2 separate regions of the Sus scrofa genome follow, and region 2 is linked to region 1. A link is a contact called in public promoter capture Hi-C data. All regions are on one chromosome and are shown on one strand. Each heading gives the region's core, a stretch centred on a gene start, on an enhancer-like site or on the middle of the called end of the contact. The rest is flanking DNA. Distances are from core to core; before and after follow the strand shown.

What was found. Promoter capture Hi-C pulls out the DNA fragments that hold promoters and counts their contacts.
Region 2: a contact with region 1 is called in a promoter capture Hi-C map of liver, with 3 times the contacts expected there. The contact joins the promoter of PEX14 here to the promoter of APITD1 in region 1. A contact is called at or near these places in 1 of 5 promoter capture datasets (liver) and 3 of 47 Hi-C or Micro-C datasets (liver and skeletal muscle).

Annotation. Positions count from the first base shown.
Region 1 is chr6:70,696,152-70,703,494 of Sscrofa11.1, forward strand. APITD1 (apoptosis-inducing, TAF9-like domain 1) reads left to right here and starts at 5,543. Exons shown (of 5, transcript NM_001204935.1): 1 at 5,543-5,627. The coding sequence starts at 5,574.
Region 2 is chr6:70,732,439-70,739,610 of Sscrofa11.1, forward strand. PEX14 (peroxisomal membrane protein PEX14) reads left to right here and starts at 5,433. Exons shown (of 9, transcript XM_003127561.3): 1 at 5,433-5,531. The coding sequence starts at 5,496. DFFA (DNA fragmentation factor subunit alpha) reads right to left here and starts at 3,826. Exons shown (of 6, transcript XM_003127563.4): 1 at 3,608-3,826; 2 at 1,430-1,591. The coding sequence starts at 3,743.

The DNA of each region.
Region 1 (7,343 bases), core at 4,293-6,792:
GATCCGGCTTTGCCGTGAGCTGTGGTGTAGGTGGCAGACGCGGCTCGGAGCCCGCGTTGCTGTGGCTCTGGCGTAGGCTGGTGGCTACAGCTCCAATTAGACCCCTAGCCTGGGAACCTCCATATGCTGCAGGAGCGGCCCAAGAAATAGCAAAAAGACAATAAATAAATAAATAAAAGGAGATACCACGCAAGGTATGAGGCATAGAAAGTGCCTGGGAAATAACTGTTTCCTGAGCACCTAAGTAAGATTACCACTGCTCCGTGAGGCTGCGGCTATGATCCCCACGTTATAAACGAAGGAACTGAGGTTTGCAGAGGTTCCAACTTGCTCAGGGTCACAAAGCTTGTGAGATGGGCTGGGCTCTGAACCCAAGGCCTTGCCCGAGGTCTGGAGTCTGTTAGGAAATGCAGAATACAGAACAGAACTGTGTAAAAGGAAAAACCTGAGTGCCTTTATCTGCCTTCTCTTCAACCCACTGCTCAGAGGTTAAGTGTATTTGTCAGGTATCCTCCCAGCTTTTTCTATGCCTTTCAAATATCCTGCATCTCCATGTAGATGCATAAGCTCTTTTTTTAAAAAGCAAAAGTAAGATTATTCTGGGAGTTCCCATTGTAGCTCAGCGGTAACGAACCTGACTAGTATTCAAGAGGACGTGAGTTCGATCCCTGGCCTCGCTCAGAGGGTTAAGGATCCAGCGTTGCTGTGAGCTGTGGTGTAGGTTGCAGATGCAGCTCTGTTAGACCCCTAGCCTGGGACCTTCCGTGTCTGTACTAGTCTGCAAATTGTTTTCTCTCACTTAACGTCCTGGAGGGCTCCACTCTACAGACTGGCCATTTAAATGCAGTAGAGCTTAAGTGTTTCCAAGAACCCTTCTAGATTATTCTGAAGAATAAAATCCTTAGGTTATACAAATTAACCAACCCCTCATAACTGTGTACGTTGAGTCTCTGACTCCTCGGCCCCCACCACGTAGGATTCAGTTGAGAAGCAGGGCAACTGCGGGTGAGGAGTCAAATCCTGGCGTGATTACCTGCCATCTCTCACTCTTTCCCTCCACCCCTGCCTTTCTCCAGAGGCAGTAAGGGAGGCTGCCTGGATAGCCTCCCAGGTGAGCACAAGTCAACATCAACTCTGAGTATCCTTCTTTTCTTTGGTAGTTTCACCTTCGTCGAGAAAACCAGATGATGCAATGAGAAGCTACTGCAAAAGAGGAAAAACTGGGATGTGTTTTGGGGCTTTCAACAGAGCTAAAAATAAAACACAGCACTAAAACATAAGTATGAGGAGATTCAAAAATGCTATTTTCCCCCTGATGACCGCAATGAGGCTTTAGAAAATATACAGATTTCCCCCTTTCTGAAAGTTGGAATTCCACTTGGCTTTTATGAAAGCCTTACCTTAGTACCTGTTTTTGCTAACTGAAAGAAATCCAAAGGGAATTTTCATTTTTATGAGAAAAAAAAGCTGTTACCATATGAACGAAGGTCTTTGTAGAAGCTAAACAGCTTAGTGAGAGCTTTCAAAAGTGAGGGGAACCTGTTACCTAAGTCAGATTTCTTTCAAAAAACTTGGAGGGGAGTTCCCGTCGTGGCGCAGTGGTTAACGAATCCGACTAGGAACCATGAGGTTGCGGGTTCGATCCCTGCCCTTGCAGGGATTACGATCCGGGGTTAACGATCCGGGGTTGCCGTGAGCTGTGGTGTAGGTTGCAGATGCGGCTCGGATCCCGCGTTGCTGTGGCTCTGGTGTAGGCCGGTGGCTACAGCTCCGATTTGACCCCTAGCCTGGGAACCTCCGTATGCCGCGGAAGCGGCCCAAGAAATAACAAATAGACAAAAAAAAACAAAAAACAAAAAACAAAAACTTGGAGGCTCTTGCAATTGCTGATGATCTGAGAGCCCAGCCTGCCCATTATTACAGAGCCTCTGCTTTGTCAGCATCATTGAGATGCTGCTGAAAGTCAGATCTTCAACAAATGTTCAGTGAACACGTACCGTAGGCCAGGCACTGAACCTCTCACCTGAACGCAGTTAAGCCAGGAGGGCGCCCGAATCTTTAACAGCTGATTATAATACAGCGCATGGAGTTCCTATCGTGGCGCAGTGGTTAACGAATCCGACTAGGAACCATGATGTTGTGGGTTTGGGTCCCTGGCCTTGCTCAGTGGGTTACGGATCCCGTGTTGCTGTGGCTCTGGCATAGGCCAGCGGCTCCAGATCCGACTGGACCCCTAGCCTGGGAACCTCCATATGCGGCAGGAGCGGCCCTAGAAAAGGCAAAAAGACAAAAAAAAAAAAAAAAAAAAAAAAAATACAGCGCAGTCTTTCAAACTTGACTTAGTAAGTGTTTACTATATGCCAGGCCAGGGGTGTGCCAGGGCTGGTTCCTACAAGCGAGAGTTGACTTCTAAATCTTCAGGAATCCTGAACACCTGAGACAGACACAGCCATTATTAAGAATTAAGTTACATTTAAGCTTAAATAAATAATATTAAAAACAAAGGCAGTAATTCCTGTCATGGCTCAGTGGTTAAAGAACCTGACTAGTATCCATGAGGACTCGGGTTCAATCCCTGGCCTCACTCAGTGGGTTAAGGAGCCGGTCTTGCAGTGAGCTGTGGGGTAGGTCGCAGATGAGGCTCGGATCTGGGGTTGTGGTGTAGGCTAGTGGCTGTAGCTCTGATTCAACCCCTAGCCTGGGAACCTCCAAATGCTGCAAGTGCGGCCCTAAAAAGACAAAAAAATAAAAACAAAGGCAGTAAAAGCTCGAATGTCATTACTTAATTATGTCACTGTGATGCACATTTTTCTATTGTCTGGGTTCCTGACATCATGTTCATCTACGGCGTCTGCTCTGGGTGGGCAGTGTCTCGTCTAAGAACGAAGTCGTGCCCCACGGGGTTAAGAGAAGCTGGTGCTTTACCAGAAACCCTTGTGTGTCTCACAGCACAGCGGGTGAGGGACAGCTCGAGAGAAACCCCTCTGCTTCGCAACCTGCCTTTAACGATTAAGCCTGCTTTCCTTGTTTTCCCCCTTTCTCTACCTGCATCCCCTCCAAGCCTCGTGTAGCCTAGGTAATGTGTCACCAGATTTCTTAACCACCCGGTGATAATGCTTCTGATGTCTGGGTCACTATGGTAACAGGGGCTTAAGTTGTTCCCCAGAACTTTGGAGTTTGCTTCTGCCCAGTTCAGACCAGCTAACACCAGTTGGGACCACCGACCCTAAAACTGGGCCTTGGAAGAACCTCCCCTTTCTCCTACCTCCAGCCACCTTTCCCCGCCCTGAGACCACCCCGCTTCTTTATCCCATAAATATCTCAAGCCTTTTGACTTCCAACTTCTCAGGAGGCAGACCTGACATTTGTTCTCCAGTCTCCTTACAAACCCTTTCTCTGCTGCAAACTCCAGCGTGACAGCCTTCGGCCTGTTGCGGGGGCGGGGCCCATAAAGCCGAGTTGTAACAAATGCTGCGTTCAGTCTCCCCCTATCGGTGGCTTGAAATTGGCAATGGCGGAAGGATATACACCTACGAAATTTATAAATCAGGGTTTAAGTCCTTTTTGACTGTTTACTTAAGGAAGCAGGGGCAGGAGAATTAATAATGCAGGTTAAACTTGAAGGTATACTGGGTTTGCAGCCTTTACGTGATAAATAGTGTGACCGAGCCAGTGCCCTGCCGGCTCCCAGGTACACGAGCCTCTGTGTCCTCTCTTGTTTTTAGGGGATAAGCCTCAGCTTCCAAGACCTTCTTTGAGTTCCAAAGACCAGGGAAGGGAGGGGATGCAGATACCTGGGAGGAGCAGTCAAGAGAGAATAGTGCAGCTTTGGGGCAGGGACCGGGTTCCTTCTCTCTTTTTTTTTTGTCTTTTTAGGGCCACACTCACGGCATATGGAGGTTCCCAGGCTGGGGGCTGAACTGGAACTGTAGCCACCAGCCTAGGTCACAGCCACAGCCATGCCAGATCCCAGCCGAGTCTGCGACCTACACCACAGCTCACAGCAACGCTGGATCCTTAATCCACTGAGCAAGGCCAGGGGTGGAACCACCGTCCTCACAGATACTAGTCAGAGCCACAACGGGAACTCCGGCCCTGGTTCCCTCTTAAGGAACATTCATAACAATATCTTTGAGCCTTTCTGCAGAACTAAAACCCTCAACAAATGGAAGAACTACTTGATGAAGCATCTTCATTCTGGGAAGGAGGACTGGCAGGGCCAGTCCTGGGGGCCACTAAACACCTGCTTTGAGACAGTGCAAACTTGCCTCTACCCTGATCCTTATCTGGGGCCCTATTTTCCACTCCCCAAACTATAAAACCACCTCTTAACTCCTTCCAAGAGGGCACAGTCTTGAAGGCATTAGGCTGCTGTGGCCTCCTTTGCCAGGCAAAGCAATAAAATAAAGCTCTCTCTCTTGTCCTGTTTTTTTTTTTTTTTTTTTTTAGGGCTGCACCAGAGGCATATGGAGGTTCCCAGGTTAGGGGTCAAATTGGAGCTACAGCTGCCAGCCTACAGGATCCGAGCCTCATCTGTGACCTACCCCACAGCTCACTGCAAGACCGGATCCTTAACCCAATGAGTGAGGCCAGGGATCGAACCCGAGTCCCCATGGATACTAGTCAGGTTCTTTAACCACTGAGCCATGATGGGAACTCCAAGCTCTCTTTTTCTTCTTCACCCAAAACTCTTTCTCCACGTTTCTATTTGGCAATGGGAAACAGAGGCTGTTTTGGCAACAACAGCACAAGAGTCCAGGAAATACTCTTCCAGTACTTAATACTCTTCCAGTACTTAAACACTATTATTTGATTCAGCAGAGAAGTCCTTTACACGTCATCAAGTTATGAGTGAAGCTCCAAGAGTGAAGCTGAAAAGGAGGGAAATAACTGAATAAAGTCTGAAGGCAGTAAAGATCCAACGTTGAATGCCGTGAGTGCGGCCCGCAAAAGACCAAAAAAAAAAAAAAAAAATCCAACGTTGAGTTTCAGAATTTCACTATTTCATTTTACTTAATTCTGAACATAAAGGAAAATCGGCTAACATTCGGGTCAGAACTATACTCCTCTGTCAACGGCACTGGGGTGAGCCACGGAGTCGCTGAGGGGGCTAGAAATCAAGCATTTATCCATAGACCGATTTTGCAGCACTAAGCTTAGCGACAGAATTATTAAAGCCCACCCTAGATTTTGCAGGGCAAACCGAGGTTACCGCCGCCTGGAATTTCCAATAACGAACTGCAGCATCGTTATTCCCCCGCCCCGCCCCTCCCCTCGTACACACACACACCTTCTTTCTAAGAGTCGGTGCAGACCGTGAACTCGTGCAGACCGTGAACTCGGCACCGAGCGGCGTCCGGGCCCCGGGGAGCTGGCGGGGGCGGGAGCAGACGGGCCGCGAGGCGCCTTTCCCAGAGCCGCCGCCAGGGCGCGCGCGCGAGACGCCCGGCAGCTTCGCGCTTTGGCCCCCCGCGCGGCCCGTCGCCTGGCGCCGCGGCGGGAAAATCGGACCGTGCCTTCACGGCCGCCGCCTTTTTCTGTTCTCGCGCGCCTGCCAGGGTCGGCCCGCTGTGATGATGGAAGAAGAGGAAGGGGCCGAGGAGCAGCAGCGATTCTCTTACCGACAGGTACAGGCGAACGCGGTCCCGGCCGGTCTGGGGGAGGATGGCGTCGAAACATGGGGGAGAAAAAGGCCCTTAGCACGGCCTCACCTTGGCGCGGGCGTCCGGGGAGCGGGGGGCGCGCTCCCGTGGACTCTGCGCGACGTGGGCGCCTGGCGCTGCGCATGCGCTGGCTCGGCAGCCGCGGGGGCTGCTGGGAGGCGGTTTCCATGGTATCGCGGCTCTGAGCGTCGGGGCTGCGGGGCGAGCGGAGGAAGGTTCCCGGGAAGTGCCAGCCGCGCTCCCTGGGTCCCCCTTCTCCGACAGGGCTGTGCGGGGCGCCCGGCACGCAGCACGAGCTCTGAAACGATGGCTCTTGTGACTGGTTCGCTCTCCATCTTGCAATTGAAGAGACGGCCTCAGAGGCTCTTGCAAACCCAGGCCGTCGGGCTCCAGAGCCTATCGGATGTGGGTTCGAATGTCGACCTTGCGGGGGAGGTGGTGTTGACTCTGACCAGTTTTCCTAGATGGAAAGTCGGAGTGATAATAGGACCACCTCTCAGGGTAGTTGCGGGTATTCGGTCCTTTAATTCTCATCGGGAATAAATACCATGTGGCACCGTCGTAAGAACAGCGCTGTAAAGAGGTGAAAACCAAGAGCCAGAGTGGCAAACCTCAGGGAGGATTAACCTGAGAGATGCGGGAATGAGCTCAGTTACGTAGGGGTGCCCTTCGTATTTCAGAAAGAAAATTTCGGAAGCTGTTTACCCGCCCATTCCTTTTACTTTGAAGTTCAAGCCTTCAGAAAAAGTTGCAAGAATAATACAATCAACACCCATAGGCCATTCACCTCCGTTCACCCGTTGTCAAGATTTTGCTGCATTTGCTCCCTTGTCCCCCTTTATTATTTTTTTTTTTTAAATCTCTTTAGGGCCGCACCAGCAGCATGTGGAGGTTCCCAGGCTAGGGGTTGAATTGGAGATGTAGCCGCCGGCCTACACCACAGCCACAGCAACGCGGGATCCGAGCCACATCTGCGACCTACAACCACAGCTCGTGGCAACGACAGATCCTTAACCCACTGAGCGAGGCTAGAGATCGAACCTGCATCCTCATGGATGCTAGTCGGATTCCTTAACCGCTGAGCCACGACCAGAACTCCCCTTGTCTCCTTTTTCTGAAGTTATGTGAGAATTAAATACTCTTAACACTTCACCTTTAATCGTAATACTTGAGCGTTCATTGCCCCTAAACAAGGGTTTACTCTGAATCATCTCTGATCACACTCAGGAAGTTTGATTTTGATAAAATCCTGTTATCTAGTGGCAGTCCATATTCAGTTTTACCCACTTGTCCCCAAAGTGATTTTTTTTTTCCTTTTAGGGTCTTATATCCCTCCCAGGTGGTGGTCTCTTTGTCTCCTCCTACCATAGCTCTCCACTTACCTACTCTTGTGACTTCTGAGACTCAGGAAGGTAGATCCCTGGCTTATCTGCCCGGCCCCTCCTCCACACTCCCATGTTCACAGTTCCTCCTCATCTTTCCTCCACCGTGAACATGTGCTGGTAGAGTCGATGCTGTTCACCTGTCAGCTCTGTCTCCAGCGCAGGTGGAACACGCAGGGCTCAGCAAGTTTGTTGACTGGAGACCGAGCCCTTGGCTTAGCTTGTTTTTTTTTTTTGCTTCTTCTCTTCATGGGAAAGAGGGATGTTTTGCAGCACCTCCAGTGTTGTTGGGGAGCAG
Region 2 (7,172 bases), core at 4,183-6,682, 36 kb after region 1:
TTCAGCACTGCTTCACCAGTGGAGGAAGCACTTCTTCTCAGGGGTTCATGGGAAAGCTCATCTCCCTCTAGGCCTTAATTTTTCCCTCTTGTTCCATCTTTACTTTATTTCTCTGGGGAACTGCTCTGTATTCTTTTATGGACAGAAGCCACTTACAGACGATGTATGGCTGTATACCAGGATACCACCACACTTTGCCTTGGGGTAGGTTTTGTGTCGCTGGGTGTGCTGTTTCTTATACACAAATATTCATCCTCACCAGCACTTCTGCGCTTGGAGATGGATCTTATCCTTGACCGGAGGAGCTGTAGCCACTGTTTCCTATCCTTAGGGCCCAAGGACAAAGGTGGCTTGGAGAGCCATTGCTGAAGGGTGATGTCCTCACTTTAGTGGCCTGGGGACTTTCCTCAAGGCACTTCTTCAGCTATTTGATCCTTGCTCATCAATATTAGTTCCCTTTGTACCTTTAGATGATGATGGTGAGAGAAAACGTTTATTGAGACCTTACTGTCTGCCAGGTAAGATCCAGATGCTTTCTGTCAGTGGCTCTCAACTGAGAGTGATGTTGCCCCCCACCCCAAGACATTTGATAACGTCTGGAGGCATTTCTGGTTGTCACAGTTGGGGTGAGGAGATGCTCCTGGTATCTAGTAGGTAAAGGCGGGCGATGCTGCGCAACACCCAACAGTGCACAGGACACCACCCCCACAACAAAGAATTAATTTTCTGTCCCAAATGTCAATGGTATTGTGAGAAAACCTGGTTTGATATGTATTATGTTCTAGTATCCTTACAACCACCCTAGGAGACAGATGCTATTAATTATTGTTTCCATAAGGGGCTGAGGAGTTAAGACAATCTGCTCAAGGTCATCAGGCTAGTAAACGGCAGAGCCAGGACTCAGACCAGACAGTCTGACCCCCTCTGGGGCACTGATCTCTCTGCCTTGCTTCATTTGAGTGCTTGCCTGTGAGTTGTTTGAGAACTGAGCCCGTCTCATTCATCTTCACCCCCCAGAAGACTCAGCACCACTTCCAGCATACAGAAGGTGCTCAGTAAATGCTGGCTGTGTCAGTGCTTCAACAGCTGGCCAAACAGCAACCAGGTACCCATGCAACACGAAGAATTACGATGGATGGTGTATTTTCTATATGGCCAGTATTTTTCTTTTCTTTTCTTTTCTTTTTTCTTTTTGCCTTTTTTAGGGCCACACTCACGGCATAGGGAGGTTCCCAGGCTGCCGGCCTGCACCAGAGCCACAGCAATGCGGGATCCGAGCCACATCTGTGACCTACACCACAGCTCATGGCAACGCTGGATCCTTAATCCACAAAGCAAGGCCAGGGATCGAACCCGCCACCTCATGGTTCCTAGTTGGATTTGTTAACCACTGAGTCATGACGGGAACTCCCTGGCCAGCATTTCTTACCTGAATTGTTGTACGCCCACTTCTCATTACCAGCCAACGCCACGAACTTCGTGTTGGCAGGAAGACACAGGAAGTAATCTTCATCATCCACTATGGTTCCATCCTCTGCCAGGACCAGGGTGACGGGTGCCAGGGACTTATCAATGGCCAGAATGTCACAGGCTGAGAGGAATAAAATATTCGGCAATTGAAAACTATCCACAGGGAAATTATATCTGTCCTTGCACTCTCAATATGTATGCCCCCAGAGCCTAGAAAAATTCCTGGCAGGTAATAATAACTCTAACGACAACCACTACTACTAATACAACACTTACCACCTGCTTGGTACTGTTCTAAGTGCTTTTCATGTACAGCATTTCATCTCCTAACAATCCTATAAGGTACATACTATGGTTATTCCCATTTAACAGATGTTAAACCCAAGGCTCGGAGAGGTTAAGTAACTTGCCCAAGGTCACAGAGCAAAGTGGAAGAGCTGAGGATTAAACCTACACAGTCTGGCTCTTGAAAATATTTTTTTCCTCCACCTCCTCTACACTCACATTAGGAGGCACTGGAGTCAACAAACAACAAACCAAAATCTGATTTGATTCCTTGAGAACAAGCAGTCTTTCATTCATTTCCTCACTGGCCTACTTAAATTCTCCTATGTGTCAAATGCCAAAGAGAAAAAGAAAAAAGAAATTTTTTTTTTTTTGGTGTGTGTGTTTTAAGGCCACACCTGCAGCATATGGAGATTCCCAGGCTAGAGGTCGAACTGGAGCTACAGCTGCTGGCCTGTACCACAGCCACAGCAACTCAGGATCGGACCCACATCTGCAACCTAGACCACAAGTCACAGCAATGTTGGTTGGATCCCCGGTCCACTGAGCAAGGCCAGGGATCGAACCCACATCCTCATGGATCCTAGTTGGGTTTGTTACCACTGAGCCATGATGGGAACTCCAAGAAAATTTTAAAAAAGGGGAAAATACCTTATATTCTCTGCAGTATCTTCCTTTGCAGACTTACTAATCTATAGGAAAGAATAAGAGAAGCAGAGGCAGAAGTGTAGTAGCTTTTCATCTTTATGGGCAAGAAGAGGCTTTGTCCAGGGCAGGGCAGGTCTGTACCATCCCAATAAGGGATGTCAATGCCTAAAAGGTTAATGGGACTAGGGTATCCAGAGAAGGAGCCAAGAGACTACAAAAGTCACTGGGCAATGTTCTACCCCAAAGCAAACTGAACAGCAGGCCTTGTGTAAGCTGAGCTCCAAAAACACAAATGCTTACTTACACAAGCCTCTGTGCCAAGTGTATCCAGTCACTGCACAGAAGGGGCACAAAATTTAAGTACCCTCATGCCAAGAAAAAATATGCAAACACTTAAATGGCAAAAGCCATGTCACTAAAGCATTTACAGTGCTTTGGCTGTTCCGGGGTCTCTGAAAGACTTCTGTCTGCTATCTCCTGGGGCTTGGTGACTCTGGGAGGAAGCACTGACACACGCGTCAACTACCTGACTGGGGAGGACTCACACCTTTAGCCTATGGAATTTATTTGAGTAAACAATTTATTGCTACAGGGTAATAACTTGCATGTCATTTGAATATGCCATCTCCTTGAGAGTCCCAAGAATCCTGTGAAGCAGGGCTGTAAATATACCCACTTTGCCAAAGAGAAAACTGGGGATGGAGGGATGGTCACACATAAGTTCAGGCAGCTAGTAATAGTACACGGCTCAGAATTTGTGAACTCGATCGCTCACAACAAAAGTTCCTTGTCTGGACTTCCCCAATGGTCGGTAGCAGCACAAGTACCTGCCAGAGCTGACGCTGGAAACCCGCCCCCACCCCGACCCTGGCTTAGATGGGGCCTCGTACCATCTTAGGGAATCCAGGGATACACCTGCTCTGAGGCAACTGTCAGAGCACTCCTTTCTTCACGGACCAAACCTGAGTCCGTCTTAATTTGCATACTGCTTCCATCTCCTTTTCCACCATGTGAATCTCACACAAAATAAAGTGCTATAAACGCTTTGAAACTAAGTCGCTATAGCCACGTACCTCATCTCTGTCCCTAGGCCCCACTCAAACTACAAAAAACCCCAAGTCGCTTCTTCTGACCTCGCCTGGCCCCGCCGGTCATCCTCACCCCGCCCGGCCCCCTCATGCCCTCGCCCAGGGCCCGTGCCAACCCTTGTTCCTCAGCTCCTCCAGGGAGGAGGCTGCCACGCCATACTGTTCCCGGCTTTGATTGCGGCTCAGCAGACACTGTTTTAGAGCCCGGATCTCCCCAGGCTCTGGAGCCCTGGGGCCGCCGGCCACTTCCATCCTCTTCAGGGTGGGACCTGACACCCGCCAGGAAGTAGGGGAGGCTGGGCGCCGGAGTCCTTCCCCACCCCCCCACGCTCCCGGGGCATGCCGGGAGATGTAGTTCTCTCTAGGAAATCACGCATAGGACCAAGGCACGCTAGGAGATGTCGTTCCAGTTGCAGCTAATCAAGCTCGGCCCCGCGGGCTTGCCGGGAGCTGTAGTTTCTGGGTTCGTTACTTAGCGCAAGTCAGTCCCGGAGGTATTTATTTTTTTTCTACCTTATGTTTAGGAGTTGAGTTCGGGCGTTCAAAATGAGGCCAATAGGGATTTACTTTACATTATGAAGGACACACACGCATACGCCCTTTAATTGTTAGAGCACTCCTTTCTGCAAATATAGATGCGTGCTATTTTTGCTTACATAAAACAGTGACAATCTTTCTATTGTGTTAATTTGTTTTCCCCTTACAACCTGAAAAGATCTATTAAATGTCCCAACCTTCATGCTGATCTGAAGGAAGTCAGTTACAAAAAGTGACGATGAGTGTAGTTTTCAGTCTTGCTGAAAACATAACAGAGATGCCTAAGAAATTTGCACATTTTCACTCATTCGATTCCCTGCTTCAACTGTGTAAATTGGTTTGGGACTTCGAAACGAAATGCTTAAATAACTAGATTAAAAATTAAGGTCTCAAATAAATCAGAGAGAAGAGGGGAAATGCAAACCACGTCATTGTTTGAAATTTGTCCAGATGCTGTTTGACAGCATAGTTTGTCCTTGTTCTAATACTGCTATTTACAGAGAGGCCTGTGTTTTTCTCCCCTGAAAAACTAACATTTAAGGTTAAAATAATAAAAAAAAAATTATAAAAAATTCCCTTTCTTAAAAGGCGGTAATTTTATATAAACAAGGAATAATTATCAACTCATAGTTTTTCAGGGTCCATCTCTTTAATATTTTGTTTATTAAAGGAAATCAGATATTATCTCACAAGAAAAAGACATTTAAAACAGCCTCCGGTACGAGGAATTGTTAACTGAGGCAACGCTTTTGAATCATTGATCAAAACACAACTGCAATGTGAACTGATTAATAATTCTAATGCATGCCACGCTTTCGTGTAATTTCACAATTAGCTTCAAATTTAACAACTCAACCGCTATAAAGTAATAACGGTTAGTAGAAGCCCCTTGTCTCCAAAAAGCCCCCTCTTCGGAGTTCTCCTAATAGACCTGCACACCGTTATCAGACTCCTATCTCCGATGTTGCAAGTGTGTGTGTGTGTGTGTGTGTGTGTGTGTGTGTGTGTGTGTGTGTGTGTGTTTGGCCTGGACTTGATAGCAGGGTCTGAGTCTTGGATCTTATTTCTAGCGTCTAGCAAAGTGTCTGGCAAATAACAGATACCCAGTAAATGGTACTGAACTGAACTATCAATTAATTTCCAATTTTCTTCACATTCGTTCAGTTATTAAATACTTAGTGCGTCCTTCCATGTATCCATGACACTGTGGGGATGGACAGAGATTTAACTGAATAAGAATAATACACGTATAAGAATGCAAAAAGGACAGACTTCAGTCTTCCTGGAAGGCAGAGACCTAATGGAAATTGTGCGCGGTGACCCAGACACCGGAGTACCCCTCACCTCCCCGGAGTGGCCCCCATCGACAGCTCAGTTCCGGCTACTTTAGTCTGGGCGCGAGAGCGAGAGCGAAGGCTCTTGGGAGGAGCCTCGCCCAGCGGCGATAGATTAGTCAGGCCTCAAAAGATGGCGTCCTCGGAGCAGGCAGAGCAACCGAGCCAGGTAAGGGGAGTGGGATTGCCCCACCGTGATAGGGACCCCGGCTGGAGGGGGCGCTCGGCGGATGGCTGGGAGTCGGGTGGGGACCCTGAGCCTCCGAAGCCAGGGACCCCGACTTCTTGCCCCCTTCTGGGCCCCGCCCCTCCCCAGGTCCTCATCGCTTGGCCCCTCCCCTGGTGACCCCTCTTTGACCACATTCCAGAGGCAGAGCTGGGGCGGGGGTGGTGCCCACGGGCCCCCACTTTCCACCTGCAGGTCTCTCAGGTCACACTTGAGCTTGGCCGGAAAAACGGCGGGACCCTTGAAAGGCCCCCTGGCTTTGAGCTGCGAGGGTCTCTGCTTGAGGAGAGGGGTGAGAGGCTGGATCGGGTCTTTCCCTCCCGGGCAGGGCCTGTCTCCATCAGGGTTCTCACTGCCCCGTAGCCTCAGCCTCCTGAGTGGCCCCGCTGCCAGCCCCTTCGTCTTTAGTCACCTTTGCGCTTCCCCTGCCAACTTGGAGGGTTGGAAATATACTTAGACCCTCTCCGTGCGTTGGTAGGAAGGGGACTCGTTGTAAACAACAGACGCCACCGCTAACGATCCGTCCTTGCTTCCCAGAGCTTGGTTTTCTCGGCCATGGGCTCTAGTTTTTCAGCCACAGATTAAGCCAAATCCCACTCCAGTCAGAGGACCCTCTGCATCAGGAAACGTTTGACTAAAGGCCTCTGAAGGCGTTTGTAGTACAAAGGTGGGCTGGGCTGAGGTGAGGTGGATGAGGGTAAGCGGGTACCTTGCAATTAATGAGTGTGTGTGCACACATACCCAGGACAAGTTAGGATTGTTATGTCGTTTAATGCTCATTACAACCTTTATGAAGAACAGGCTGTTAACCACAATTTTGCAGGGTTTGTAACATGCCCCAAGTCATGTGTCTGATTAAGCCTGGATTTGAAGCTGGATGTGTGCAACTTCACTACATGGAGCCCTACATGTTTAAGTTTAGCTAGGATCAGACAGAGGAGGAAGAAAATGGTGTCAACCTGGACCTCATCACTGTTCTCTCACCTCCTTGAAACACCTGTGGACTTCTCAGCAGCCTATTGTTATTTCACTGCCTTCCTTGGCAGAAGACTAGCACTAGTGTTTCTTACTGTGTTGTTCTTCATGACACGTCTCATTCAGGAATTGCACTTAGAGGAGTTGGGTTTCCCCAGACTGGTTCCAGGTAGCCATGCACATGATTCAGAGAGATGTCTGCATTGTAAAACAGGGCAGATAGCTAGGGCTGAGTCTGGTCTTCTAGAATGGGAAGGATCAAGGTGGCGGAGGAGTAGGCCATGCTCTCACCTTCTCCTGCAAACACATCAAAAAACCCCTATAACTACAGGGAGTTGCCTTCATGGCTCAGTGGTTAAGGAACCCGACTAGGATCCATGAGGATACGGGTTTGATCCCTGGCCTCAGTGGGTTAAGGATCCAGCATTGCCTAGAGCTGTGGTGTAGGTCACAGATGCGGCTTGGATCCCCTGTTGCTGTGGCTATGCCGTAGGCTGGCAGCTGCAGCTCCAACTTGACCTGGAGCCCGGGAACTGCCATATGGCGCAGGTGCGTCCCTAAAAAGCAAACAGAACAAAACAAAAAAACCCACACAACTACAATGTAGAT